2 separate regions of the Mus musculus genome follow, and region 2 is linked to region 1. Evidence: chromatin contacts called from public HiChIP or PLAC-seq data. All regions are on one chromosome and are shown on one strand. Each heading gives the region's core, a stretch centred on a gene start, on an enhancer-like site or on the middle of the called end of the contact. The rest is flanking DNA. Distances are from core to core; before and after follow the strand shown. Region 1 overlaps Dhx57 (DEAH (Asp-Glu-Ala-Asp/His) box polypeptide 57). Region 2 has its middle 24 kb from the start of Sos1.

The links. HiChIP or PLAC-seq counts read pairs in DNA pulled down with a chosen protein or histone mark.
Region 2: an HNF4G HiChIP or PLAC-seq map of pancreatic cancer cells shows a contact between it and region 1. The contact joins two enhancer-like sites. A contact is called at or near these places in 2 of 115 datasets of contacts at active chromatin or transcription factors (embryonic stem cells and pancreatic cancer cells) and 1 of 9 other capture datasets (liver).

What each region holds. Positions count from the first base shown.
Region 1 is chr17:80,253,669-80,259,894 of GRCm38.p6, forward strand. It overlaps Dhx57 (DEAH (Asp-Glu-Ala-Asp/His) box polypeptide 57), which reads right to left. Exons shown (of 24, transcript NM_001163759.1): 13 at 4,406-4,522; 14 at 1,884-1,980; 15 at 597-770. Among named protein-coding and RNA genes, the nearest start is that of Gm52289, 24 kb to the left of the region's middle. Within about 2 kb of position 1,668, at least 144 of the 459 cell types and tissues checked have an H3K27ac peak or open chromatin away from gene starts, as enhancers often do. A contact at or near this core is called in pancreatic cancer cells, where this site is marked.
Region 2 is chr17:80,500,996-80,507,126 of GRCm38.p6, forward strand. No RefSeq gene overlaps it. Among named protein-coding and RNA genes, the nearest start is that of Sos1, 24 kb to the left of the region's middle. Within about 2 kb of position 4,521, at least 27 of the 459 cell types and tissues checked have an H3K27ac peak or open chromatin away from gene starts, as enhancers often do. A contact at or near this core is called in pancreatic cancer cells, where this site is marked.

The DNA of each region.
Region 1 (6,226 bases), core at 418-2,917:
CTCCCTCCCCGCCTTCCTTTTGAGACATGGTTTCTGTGTGTAGCCTTGGCTGTCCTCCAACTCACAGAGATCCACCTGCCTCTGCCTCCTGAGCACTGAGATCAAAGGCGTGCGCCACCACTGCCCGGCTCTTCCTTCCTTCTTAAGTGTGGTTCTGGGGATTGAGCATAGTTCCTGCAAGTGCTTTACTGAGCTACATTTAAGAATGTTGTCAAGACGACGGGGCACAGACAAGTGATCTTCCACCTTATTCCTGAGCTGTACAGTCTGGTCTACTGTGGGACCGTGGTGTAATTACTGCTGTGATGACTTAGGTCCGGTCTACTGTGGGACCATGGTGTAATTACTGCTGTGATGACTTAGGTCCGTCAGACACCACACACACTTGCTTTAGCCATTTCCTTCTCATCCAAGCTCATGGAAAAGTCACCTGGGAAAATGAATCCATTGCTTGTGATTGTGCATCCGTGTTTGACTTTCACATTCATGACGCTGGCCATGGAACCACATACAATATTCCTTTAGAGCACCGTGGCAGTAACCATTAAGAGCCGTGTTATCCTAAAAGAGGTTAGTCCCTCTGTTACTTCACCTACCTCTTTTCTTTCATCTTCCCAGAATCGATGACATACACAACATCATCAATGGTTATAGACGTCTCAGCAATGTTGGTGGAAATGATAATCTTAGTTACACCCATTGGAGGTTTCACAAACACCGCCTGCTGCTCTTCGCTGGATAATGATGAGTGCAGCGGGTGAATTACACATCTAAAAGGAAGTGCAGCACAGTAAGGACTCGGGCATGAGCCTTTGAGACTGACCGACCTTGCTGGGTACAGTTCTACTGAAATTAATTAAATGACTTCAAGAGTTGTGGCGGTTTGAATATGCTTGGCCCATGGGAAGTGGCACTATTAGGGGGTGTGGCCTTATTGGAGGTGTAGCTTTGTTAGAGGAAGTCTGTCACTGTGGAGGTGGGGCTTTGAGGTCTCATTTGTATACTTAAGTCAGGCCAGTGAGAGCTAGACACATTTCCTCCTGCTGTCTTTGGGTGAAGATATAGAACTCTCAACTCTTTCTCAGCACCCTGTCTGCCTGGGGCTGCCATGCTTCCTACCATGACGATAATTGACTGAACCTCTAAACCTGTAAGCTAGCCCTAGTCAACTCTTGTCCCTCATAAGAGCTGCCATGGTCATGGTGTCTCTTCTCATCAATGGAAATCCCAAGACAGCATCTGTCAGCTTTGAGCACAGCTTTCAAGGCTTAGCTCTTCAAGGTATGCGGGCTCCTTCTGTTCTCATAAAATACAGTCTTCCAGAAACAAAAACCTTGTACCGACCTGGGAAGCGTTCTGGGGTTATTCAGTAGTAAACCACCAAGAGGAATAAATGAATGATATTTTATAAGTAACGAGACTAAAACAAACTAACCAGCCAAGAATATTCTTTTGCCTTAAGTCCAGGGAAAGGGGGGCGAAGTGTGATGCAAGCTAGGGCAGTCATTGCTAAGTTGTTAGCTAGCTTTGCCCTCCTATGTGACGGCACATCCAGTGATCTCTCAAAACGGCAGCCTTTCTTTGTTAGAATTAATGCTGGCTTGCTCCAGCTCTCCCTCCTCAGAAATCGGACAACTGAAACTGCACGCAGCTCTGCTGAGTCACTATGATAAGTGAAGACAAATGTCTGTCCTTGACGGAGTGCAGGAACAGTTCCTGGAGCACAGAGGTCTCCCCTTTCTAGCTGGCATAAACAATCGCATGCTTGCGAGGTGACATCACAGTCTAAGGAGGGTGAGGCCGGCCGCCCGTAGGGACCTCCAGCTCTTCATCTCCAGCGATGGCTGCAGTGTATGACTGCAGATAAAAAGCAAGTGGCTTACCGGTGACTGCGTCTGTTGTTGAAAAGAGAGTTAGACTGTAGCTGCTCATAAAGCATCTTGATTTCTGCCAGCCCTGGTAAGAACACAAGGACAGCGCCTGGGAATAAAGAACGAATAAACAAACAAACAAACAAATGAACGAACGATCAAGGAAAGCTAACAGAGGTCACAAGATTGTTTTTAAACCTACAATCTGGTAACTTTTCACTATCAGCTTTTCTTTGGAAAACGTCAGTATTTAAATGAATATGAAATCACATTTTTTGTATATACTCTGATTTAATAAGGACAAAATAGTCTTACCCCTTTCCAATAGAAAACTGAGGTATAGAAAAGCATGCTTAAGTTATACAAGAAGCACAAGCCAAGCTCTGTGTATGTGCGTGTGTGTGCATGTGTGTTCCAAAACATCTGAGAACCAAAGCAAATGCCTTGCACACATCAGACCCAGTTAAGCTCTTAAGCATACTTCAGGACCGGGCCATCGTTATCTGTTTCTACTGTAGGAAAGTAACCTTTTAGACCAGAAGATTGTTCTGTTAATGAGATCAGACATTTTACTGGCTATGATAAAAACAAAACAAAACGAAACAGAAACTATAACGGTGGCCTTATCTGGTTATCTAAGGTTTAGACACATTTGAAAGAGACAGTATACTAACTAGCCATGCCTTATTAATCACTGAGGACCTTCAATATTGTCCATTAAAGAAAATAAGCAACAATAAGAGATTATAGCATGTTTCTGTCCTAACCGCAGTCTTTCCCCAATAGTTGCTTCTGTAGATTGCTGAGACCAAATCTCACTTGGTAGTTCAGGCTGTCCTTTAGCCTATGTAGCGTCTCCTGCCTCAATGGCCCATGTACTGGGTTACAGGCATGAGCCTCCATCCCCAGCTTCCTCTTGTGCTTCATTCATGAAGGCACATAACCTCTTCACTAAGGTCCCCTCAGGCTCACACATGAAGCAGAGTGCCTGTGCCAGCCAGCTGTGCAGCATGGATGTAAAACACATCTCCTGAACTCATTACCTACCGTCATGTCTCACTCTCCTCAGGAAACAAGGAAAGGAGTCGAAACCATCACAAAAACAGAGGAGGGCCAAACAGCACAGGAATTTTATTTTTTCCACACACATTACCTCACTTGGCCTTCACAAGCACCCTACATAGGAAGGGCATCAGTAGGAGACACTCCTCAGCCCTTGGCTAGGCCTTCACTGGCAAGCTGCCTGCCTTGATACAGACTTTCATTTTCTGGCCTCAGATCCATTCCACGCTCCTTTGCACTAAATTGACACACAACTTAAGAGTGGTAAGACAATGGATAGATAGATAGATAGATAGATAGGAAATTGTCTATTTTTGTCTACTTTATTGTTATCTATTCCTCCCTCATGGCTTGGCCACCTGTCAGGAATAGTTCTCATATTCACAAATATATCACTGATTCTTTTGTTGTTGTTTGTTTGTTTTGTTGTTGTTTGTGAGGCAGGGTCTCACTGTGTATTCCTGGCTAACCTGGAACTGCCTGTTGCTATGTCCACCAGGGTGGCCTTGAACTCAGAGACCTGTCTGCCTCTTCCTCCCAAGGGCTGGGATTAAAAGCATGTGCCACCATGCCTCGTGAGTTTTGGTAATTTTCTAAAATTTCTTTCTGGCTGGAATGTTTGTTTTAAAAATATATTTTTCTTTGGAATGAAACCAAGCCACCAGTCTATTGATAATGCATTAGCAACACCTGGCCACTTGCCAAGAGAAGAATTAATAAGGAACTTAGTAATTTGCATGGCTTTCAAGTTTCCTTAGAAAACATCATGAAGGTAAAGTCTAAACTGAGAGAGCAGCCATTACCATTGCTCCTAAGTACTATGTAGTGAGCATATAAAGTCTTTTATCGATCTATTATTCCACTCAATCAGCACCCAACCCTTCAACAAAAATTTTTTTAGTTAGGCATGGTGGTGTGCACCTTTAATCCCAGCATTTAAAAGGCAGAGGCAGGTGGCTTTTTGTGAATTCAAGGCCAGCCTGGTCTACATAATGAGTTCTAGGTTACCTAGAACCTCAAAGTGAGACCCTGTCTTAATTAAAAAAGTTCTATACTTAGATGTTCCATGCCTTTTCCTAGGAGCTAAGAGATACAGGAGAACAAGAAAGCCCTGCTCTTTTTGTTTTGGTTTGTCAAGACAGGGTCTGTCTGCATAGCTCTGGCTGTCCTGGAACTCGATCTGTAGAAAAGCCTGGCCTCAAACTCAGAGATCTCCCTGCTTCTGCTTCTACCCAGCAAAATCCTTGCTCTTAAGTTTATATACTACTGAGAGGAGATGGGTCAGGAAGCAAAATAGTTTCAGACAGTGTCAAGTACTTGTCATGCTATGCAGAGTAAATGTGAGGAGAAAATCACAGATAGGATGGCCTGTAATGAGGACATAGAGGCAACCCACTCAAGAGCAGACTTGTAGCTTGTAAAGGACCACGTGTTCCATATGTGCATCACTGGGCCTGAGAAGGGAGTGTTACCTGGAGGGTAGGCGTGCTTGCCGTCTACAATCCACTCTAACAAGGCCTCTATTAGTTCAAGGTTGACCTTTTCAAAATCCATCACAGACATTGTCTTGATGACTGACTTGCTCACCCCTGAAAGAAAAGTAAAGATCAGAAGACTAATTCCACCTCCCACCTGGAGGTTTGCGAGTGTTGGGCCAGTTCAGAAGCACAGGAGTTCGCATCTAAGGTGCTTCCTTGGTGACCTTTCTCACTTAGTCCCTCAGAAAATACTGGCTACAGAAGTGCACACACGGTCTCTCCCCCTCTCTTTAAGGCTAGCCGGAGAACTTTTGATCCTCTTGCCTCCCTCTCAAGTGCTGGGACCTCATGCACAAGGCGGCACATCTAGTTTCTATATTGCTGGAGAGCAAAACCAAGGCTCCCACCCAAGTCCACACACTGATACAGACTATACCAACTGATTACAGCCCAAGCCCAAACGTACTTTGTCTTTCTGGAGCAGTGACCCAAAGAGAAAGCCCTGGCCTTGACAGCCCTTTCCCTGTTAGAACTTTTAACTCTCTCCTCCTCCTCCTCTCACCACCAATATTTACTCAGAGTTTAAGATCTACAATAAAATTCAGTCAGGCACATTTTAGAAACCCCTGCCAGATTCACTCAAACCCCAAGTCGGATCATCTAGAAGCCCAGGTAACAATTAGCACAGGAAGGCATGGATGGGACACAGATGTTTCACTAGCATCCTACAACAGTGCTCAACTTTTAGGTCCCTTTGAGACAGTGACAGAAATGATGGCTCTTCCTTGAAGGATGCATGTGAATTTAAGACTCTCCTCGATTCTGGGCATAGTGTTGCAGGCCTTTAACCTTGTCACTTGGGAGGCAGAGACAGGCAGATTTCTGTGGGCTCATGGCCAGTTTGCTCTACACAGTGAGTCCCAGGTCCTCTTTGACCCCACCCGTCACCCCTGAAAGAACTTACTCCGTTCATTTGATGTTGATCCACAAATGATCCAGGTAAGAATCTACAAACTTCCTACCCACTGGAGTCAGCAAAAGCCTCCTCAGCTTATGGGTCTCTCACTGAGCCTGAAGCCCATTTTCAATTCGACTGACGGCCAGAGAGCCCCAGGACCCCCTGTTTGTTGTGTCTGTTCCAGGCCCACCTACTGCTGAAGGTACGAGTGCTCACTGACATGCCTGGTTGTTACCCAAGCTCTGGAGATCTGAACTCAGATCCTCATACACATGTCCACTAGTCCATCTCTCCAGGCCAATACTGGCATTTTAAAGATTATTTTGTAGTGTGTCCTTCTATTTGGGTTTTCTGGTGTTCTCTACAATCAAGTCACAGGTTTTTGACTGAACTAATACAACACAATGTTGTAGAATCTCAGTGCAGGTGTTCAGCGCATAATAGAGGTCTGCAGTCTTGGCCTGCCCCTTTATGGGGGTTAACTTGATCATTCTCCCCCATGTAATTGTTATTAATTCCCCTTTGTAGTTAAGTCATTCATGGAGAGGGAGGAGATTTACTTAAGTATCAGGTAAATTTTACACACCAGAGCTACACATGAACTTTAAAAATAACATATTGAATCTGAGTATAATGCCATATGCTTTTAGACCTGGCTCCTTGGGAGGCTGAAGCAGGGGTTCAAGGCTAGCCCATGCAATATAGTAAAAACCCTGTCTCAAAAAAAAAAAACCAAATCAAAATAATAAATAAAATGACATCTTTTAAAACCGTCCCCCTTTAACCTTTTGAATTGTGTTGTTAAGGACGCACTCCTCGCATGACACTCTGCACCTGGCTACTGTTCCTTCCTAGGA
Region 2 (6,131 bases), core at 3,271-5,770, 250 kb after region 1:
TACAACACTCAGACACTCAATTTTAAATTATCTCATTTTCTTTAGATTGTCATGACTTTCAGTTGACACCTTAAAATAAGGCTTAGATACTTACTGTCTAATCCTAGGGCCTTTGACAGTGTATATAACACTGTGTATAGTCACCTCTCCAAGCAAGATAGAAAGTATTTTTTCTCACTTAGCGTGTTCCTTTGTACTCATTTCCAATTAATCTTACTCACCCCAGCACAGCTCCCAGAAACCACCACTCTGATTTCTATCAGTGTAAGGTTGAGAGTGTCAAAGTGACAGGCCGAGGAGGTGGTTTCGTTAGTAGTCCCTGACCCAGCAGACAGAAATCCCTTGGGTTTGATCTCTAGCACCAAATGAACTGAATGTGGTGTGGCCTGACTTTAATCCAAGGACTAGAGAGGTGGAGGGAGGAAGACCAGAAGTTCAAGGTCGCCCCACAGCTACTCAAAGAGTTCCAAGCCAGAGGAGGTTACATTAGCCTCTGTCTCAAGACTAAGAAAAGAAACCTAAAACATTAGGTTTCCTAGTAGCTGTCTTTCTCTTCTCACTAGCCCATTGGAAAAAGGAAACAAAGTTGCAAAAGATGTTCCAAGCCAGCTGTGCTAGTGCAAACCTCTTATCTAAGCCCTGGGGAGCAAGTGGGGAGGGTTAGGAGTTTGAAAGGAGAGAGGGGGAGGGGAGGGGGAGGGAGCGAGGGAGAGGGAGAGAGAGGAGAACATGAACAGACAGACAGACAGTCTTTCTAAGGGGGGATGGAGAGATAGCTCAACAATCCAGAGGCCTTACTGTTCTTGCAGAGGAGCCAGGATGAGTTCCCAAGACCCACATCAAACAGCTCACAACCTCAAATTCAGTGGCACGTATTCAGTGCACACCAGTTCCTGTATGTGTATGTGCACACACACATACACATAATAAATGAATAAACAAACTAAAGTATCTTGCAATGTGCTGAGCAGAGGAAGTGGTTTCTCTATAGGCAGAAAAGGGGCTGAAGAAAGTAGAAATAGAAACAGAGGGACTGGGCATTGAGAAGTTACCTTCCTCATAGGGTTAGCTCAGAGGACACTTCCTTACGGTGCTGAAACTGGCCTGCTTGGGGGGATTTGAATATTATTTCTTCCTTCTGATTTCTGGGAAAGTCTAGCAAATTAATTTGGGTTTGGTGAGTGGAACTTCAGCTCCAATTCCACATTAGTGGGGTCTGGGACAGGCAGTCTAAACCAACAGCTGCCTATAATTATATTTAACTATAGTTTACATATTTACATTTACATTAAGTGAACTTACACAGACCTTTGTGTTTGGAACTTTCATTCAACCTGATTTCTACAACACTTCAAATTCACCTATGTGGCTGTATGCACCAACAGCTCCTCTTTTTCTTGCCTTTAAATTTTTATTGTTAAAATTTTGGTTTGTTCTGTGGGGCTTTTTGTTTGGTGTGTGTGTGTGTGTGTGTGTGTGTGTGTGTGTGTGTGTGTTGAGACAAGGTGTCACTCTGAAATCCATGACAACTTTGAACTTGCTTTAATTCCCCAAGTGAATGCTGGGATTACAAAATCATCAAAATACCTTTTTTTCCCCCTTTTAAAATTGTGGTAAAAGACAAACAAACCAAACCAAACCAAATGCCCATCGAGCAATTTTATTGGGTATGGATCTCACACTATATAGCACAGACTCAACTCCAAACTCAGTCTTCCTGCCTTGGCCCTCTGCATGCATGCTGTGTAATTCTACCCATGCACACCGTGCTGACTTCCATTTAAGCAGCTTTTAGCTGTTTTTGTCTTGGGGTTTTGTTTTATTTTGTCTTGTTTGAGATGGGAGCTCATCATATAGCCCAGGATAGCCTTGATGTCACTGGGTAGCTCACAGTGGCTCCTGCCTCAGTCTCCCAAATGCTTGGTTTGCAGGTACGCACCGCCCAAATGGAATCGAACAGAGTTAGGTATTCACGGTTTTGTGTGGCTATCACCATTGTCCAGTCCCAGAGTGTTCTTGTTGGCCTGAATGTGAACTGTCCTTATCAAACGATAACTTCCCTCCCTCCACAGGCCTCCCAGTCTCTGAAAACCATTCTTCTGCTCTTGCTGGAACTTTGGCTATTCTAGACAGCACACAGACAGAGCCGTGTGTTCTTGGTTGTTATACCTGGCCGCTCTCACTTAGAAGAATGTTGTCCAAGTTCACTCATTTGTTTTTTAATAACATTTGATTATGAGCCACCCTTCCCATCATATCAGTTCTTGGGAGGTGGTTGAAGAAAGGAGGGGTACATAGAGAGAGATTCTCTCAAAACAAAAACAAAAATAATTAAATTTAAAAGTCATTATTTATTTATAATAGTATTTCCCCCTTCTGTTATGTTATGAGGAAAAAAGAGAGACAGAAATAAAAGAAAAAGAAAAAAGAAAAAGCCGGGTGTTGTGGCGCACGCCTTTAATCCCAGCACTTGGGAGGCAGAGGCAGGTGGATTTCTGAGTTCGAGGCCAGCCTGGTCTACAAAGTGAGTTCCAGGACAGCCAGGGCTACACAGAGAAACCCTGTCTCAAAAAACAAACAAACAAACAAACAAAAACAAAAACAAAAACAAAAAGACAAAATATTAACAAAGAAAAAAGTAGAAGTGAAAGTATTCCAGCTGGGGCTATAGCTCCATGGCTGAGGGCTCACATGGTCTGTGCAAGGCCCTGGATTCACCTGGCTAAATCCTAGCACCACAGAGAAAATAAAGGATTTAATTTTACTAACCTTAAAAATCCATTTGGAATACAGTTTTAATCCATTGGGAATGTTAGCCTCACAGGTAGTTTAGGGCAGGGCTGAGCCACGAGAAACACAGAAACTTAATGTAAGAATTCAGCTGGAGAAATGGCTCAGGCAAGAATGTTCTTGCCTTGCAAGCATGGGAACTTGGGTTCAGATCCCTAGAATCCACATAAAAAGCCACGTAAGCTCCAGGTTCAGGGAGATTCCCCTGTCTCCAAAAACAATGTAGAAAGAGATCGTGGAAGATACCCCACGGTGACCTTTACCTTCTATACACATACAGGTGGGAGAGCACACCTGTACACCTGGACACCTGGACTCCTGGACACCTGGACACCTGGACACCTGGACACCTGGACACCTGGACACCTGGACACCTATACAAACTCCATACATACACATATACCACAGACAGATGTGCAAAGGGTTATGCACAGTGACCTGGTTAGTTTTAACTGTCAACTTGACACAGCCTAGAGTCAACTGGAGAGTTGCCTAGGTAAGATTGGCCCTGTGGTTGTGTCTGTAAGGGACTGCCTTCAGTTGGTTGATTCATGCAGAAGGACCTAGCACACTGCAGGGCCCAGCCATCCCTACATGTGGTCCTAAACTGTGTAGTAAAGCTAGCGGGTATAAGCTGGGCTGTGAGACAGCCAGCAGCATCTTCCATGGTTCTTGCTCTATATTTCTTTGGCTATAAAGTCAATTCCTAGGTCAGCATGGAATAGAACCGTGCCTGCCTTCAAGTTCCTGCTTAGCGGGGCCTGCTGACTTCCCTCAGTGATAGACTACGACCCGGAATTGTAAGCTGAATAAGCCCTTTCCTCCCCAAAGTTTCTTGAGATCAGAGTGTTTTTAATCACAAGACCAGAAAAGAAACTAAAACAAAGAGCTTACCATCAGCCACTCAGAATGCCATTTTATACTCCAAGTGAGGATAACTGTTTTCAGAATCCAGGAAAAGGAAATAGTCATGATGTAGTCATGAAGTGTCATTAATGTAATGCAATAAGTAGTGGTGAGGGACTAGCTCTTAGGAAGTTTGAAAAGTGTGGTGGAGAGAGCCTGGTAAGAACTGAGCTTGCGGGCTGGAGAGATGGCTCAGAGGGTAAGAGCACTGACTGCTCTTCCGAAGGTCCTGAGTTCAAATCCCAGCAACCACATGGTGGCTCATAACCACCTGTAATGAGATCTGATCCCCTCTTCTGGTGTGTCTGAAGACAGCTACAGTGTACTTACATATAACAATAAACAAATCTTAAAAAAAAAAAAAAAAGAACTGAGCTTGCTCTGAGCTAACACTTGCTCTTGGTGCCTCATGCGTGGCATCTGTTATAGCCAAATGACTCAGATGTTGAAAATATTTTTGTCATTTGTTTCTAGCATTCTGTGTACAAACAAGATTTTCTGGGCTGGCAAGGTGGACCAGCAGATAAAGGTCCTTGCTGCCAAGCCTGAGGACCAAGGTTCAATCCCTGGGAGCCATGTGGTGGAGAGAACCAACGTTTACAGGTTGTCCTCAGAAAAAGAAAGGAAATTATTTACTTCAGCTAAGTAGAACTCTTGCCTAGCAATATGCAAAGCTCTGCAGTCAAACTCCAACAAGGCCCAGGCAGACAAAATTCTGATAAAGGAAATTAACATTCCCACTATCGGCCATTGTCCTAGTTAGCGTCAGCTGTCAACTTGACACAGTTATCTGACAGAGTTGCCAAGTGTGGGATTGCTTAGATCAGATTGCCCTATGACGTGTCTGTGGGGCATTTTCTTGATTGCTAATTGGTGTGAGAGGGCTCAGTCCACTGTGGGCGGTGCCATCCCTAGGCAGGTGGTTCTTGGCTGTGTAAGCTAGATAGCTGAGAGTGAGAGCATTCAGTAAGTGGCATTCCTTTGTCATTTCTCTTTCAGGTCCTGCTATGATTTTCCTTAGTGGTGGACTGTGAAAGTGTAAACAGAAACAAACCCTGCCCTCTTTAGTTGCTTTTGGTTGCTGTGTTTATCATGGCAACAGAAAGCAAAGTAGACCAGCCATCAGATAAACAATAGCCCAAAGGGTTTTCTTACAGGCTGAAGCCCTGGGCAGATGAAGCAGGTGAGCAGTGGAGAGATAACGCTGGTGAGGAGGCTAACACTTCCTTGCTAATACAGGCCTCCGCCTGATTTCCTTCCTTTCCCAGCTTTCCCAGAGTGACTCACCGATGTCTGGCTTGGTATTCAAGTCTCATGACACATTAAGGAGCTTTCAAACAGCTGTAGCCGTGTACCTAAGGAAATGGTGGTCAATGCTGAGTAGCTGAAGTAATTGAATCAGAGTAAAAATATTTATCCCTTGGAGACTCCCAAATCCAGGCATTCGAGCTACGTGGATGTTTTCTTCTCTGTCATGTAACCAACAGTCCAAGGTAAAAGGTCTAGATGAGTGGGCATCCATAAACATTCATGGGTCCCGTATGTTCAATGTTCATTTGTAGCACTGGTGGTAGAAGTGATGGACCCACACATGTTAGGTAAGCACGCCACCCCTGAGCTACATCCTCAGCGGAGGGAGCTTAGTGATGGGCGCCCTCCGAGGTTAATTTAGTCGTCCCTATTCAAGCCAAAAGGGAGGAAGAAGACTGGGTAAAGCTAGCAGCCTCCCCTTGATGAGAACCGGAACCTGATGACTACCCGTCCTCATATTCTCCCGGGTTAACAACTTACTCAGCTTAGGTCAGAGCAGAGGGGGCCCTGGGAGGGGCGATGGTGGGGTAGGCACAGCATGGCTGTCTGGGTGGCCAACTCTCGGCGGCAGGGCTATGATGGAGCAGTTGGCTCAGTTTCTGAGAAGTGACATCCAAGTGGGTTGGGAGAGCACAGTGCTGGTGACAGTCTACTTCTAAGGTCTTAGCGACTTATTTCATCTGCTTCAAGATTCCTTCAGACTGCATCCAACTAAGAAAACAGATGAAGGATTTTGAAGTAGCAAAACCCCCCAAATCTCCAGCCTATTTTCAACAGAACCCCACAGAACGCTGATCTTCACTGATGGTGTTCTTTCTGACCTGTGGGTTTGAAAGACTGTTGGTAAAAGATTCTATGACTGTTTGTTCTCAATACACTATTCCCATAGAAACTACACATGTTAGGAATGACACTGGAAATAAGGAAGACAAATCCCATTTAAAGTCCAACTCCCTAGAGCTGTGTTGTCTATACAGAGGCCATTGGCCACATGCGAGCCCCGGAGATATGGCCACTATGGGTAAAATGTACCTACTTGTAAAAAACATCCTGGGGCTGTTGCACACCTATATATACTCCTATGTACACACCTGTACACACACACATGTGCACATGCATAAAGT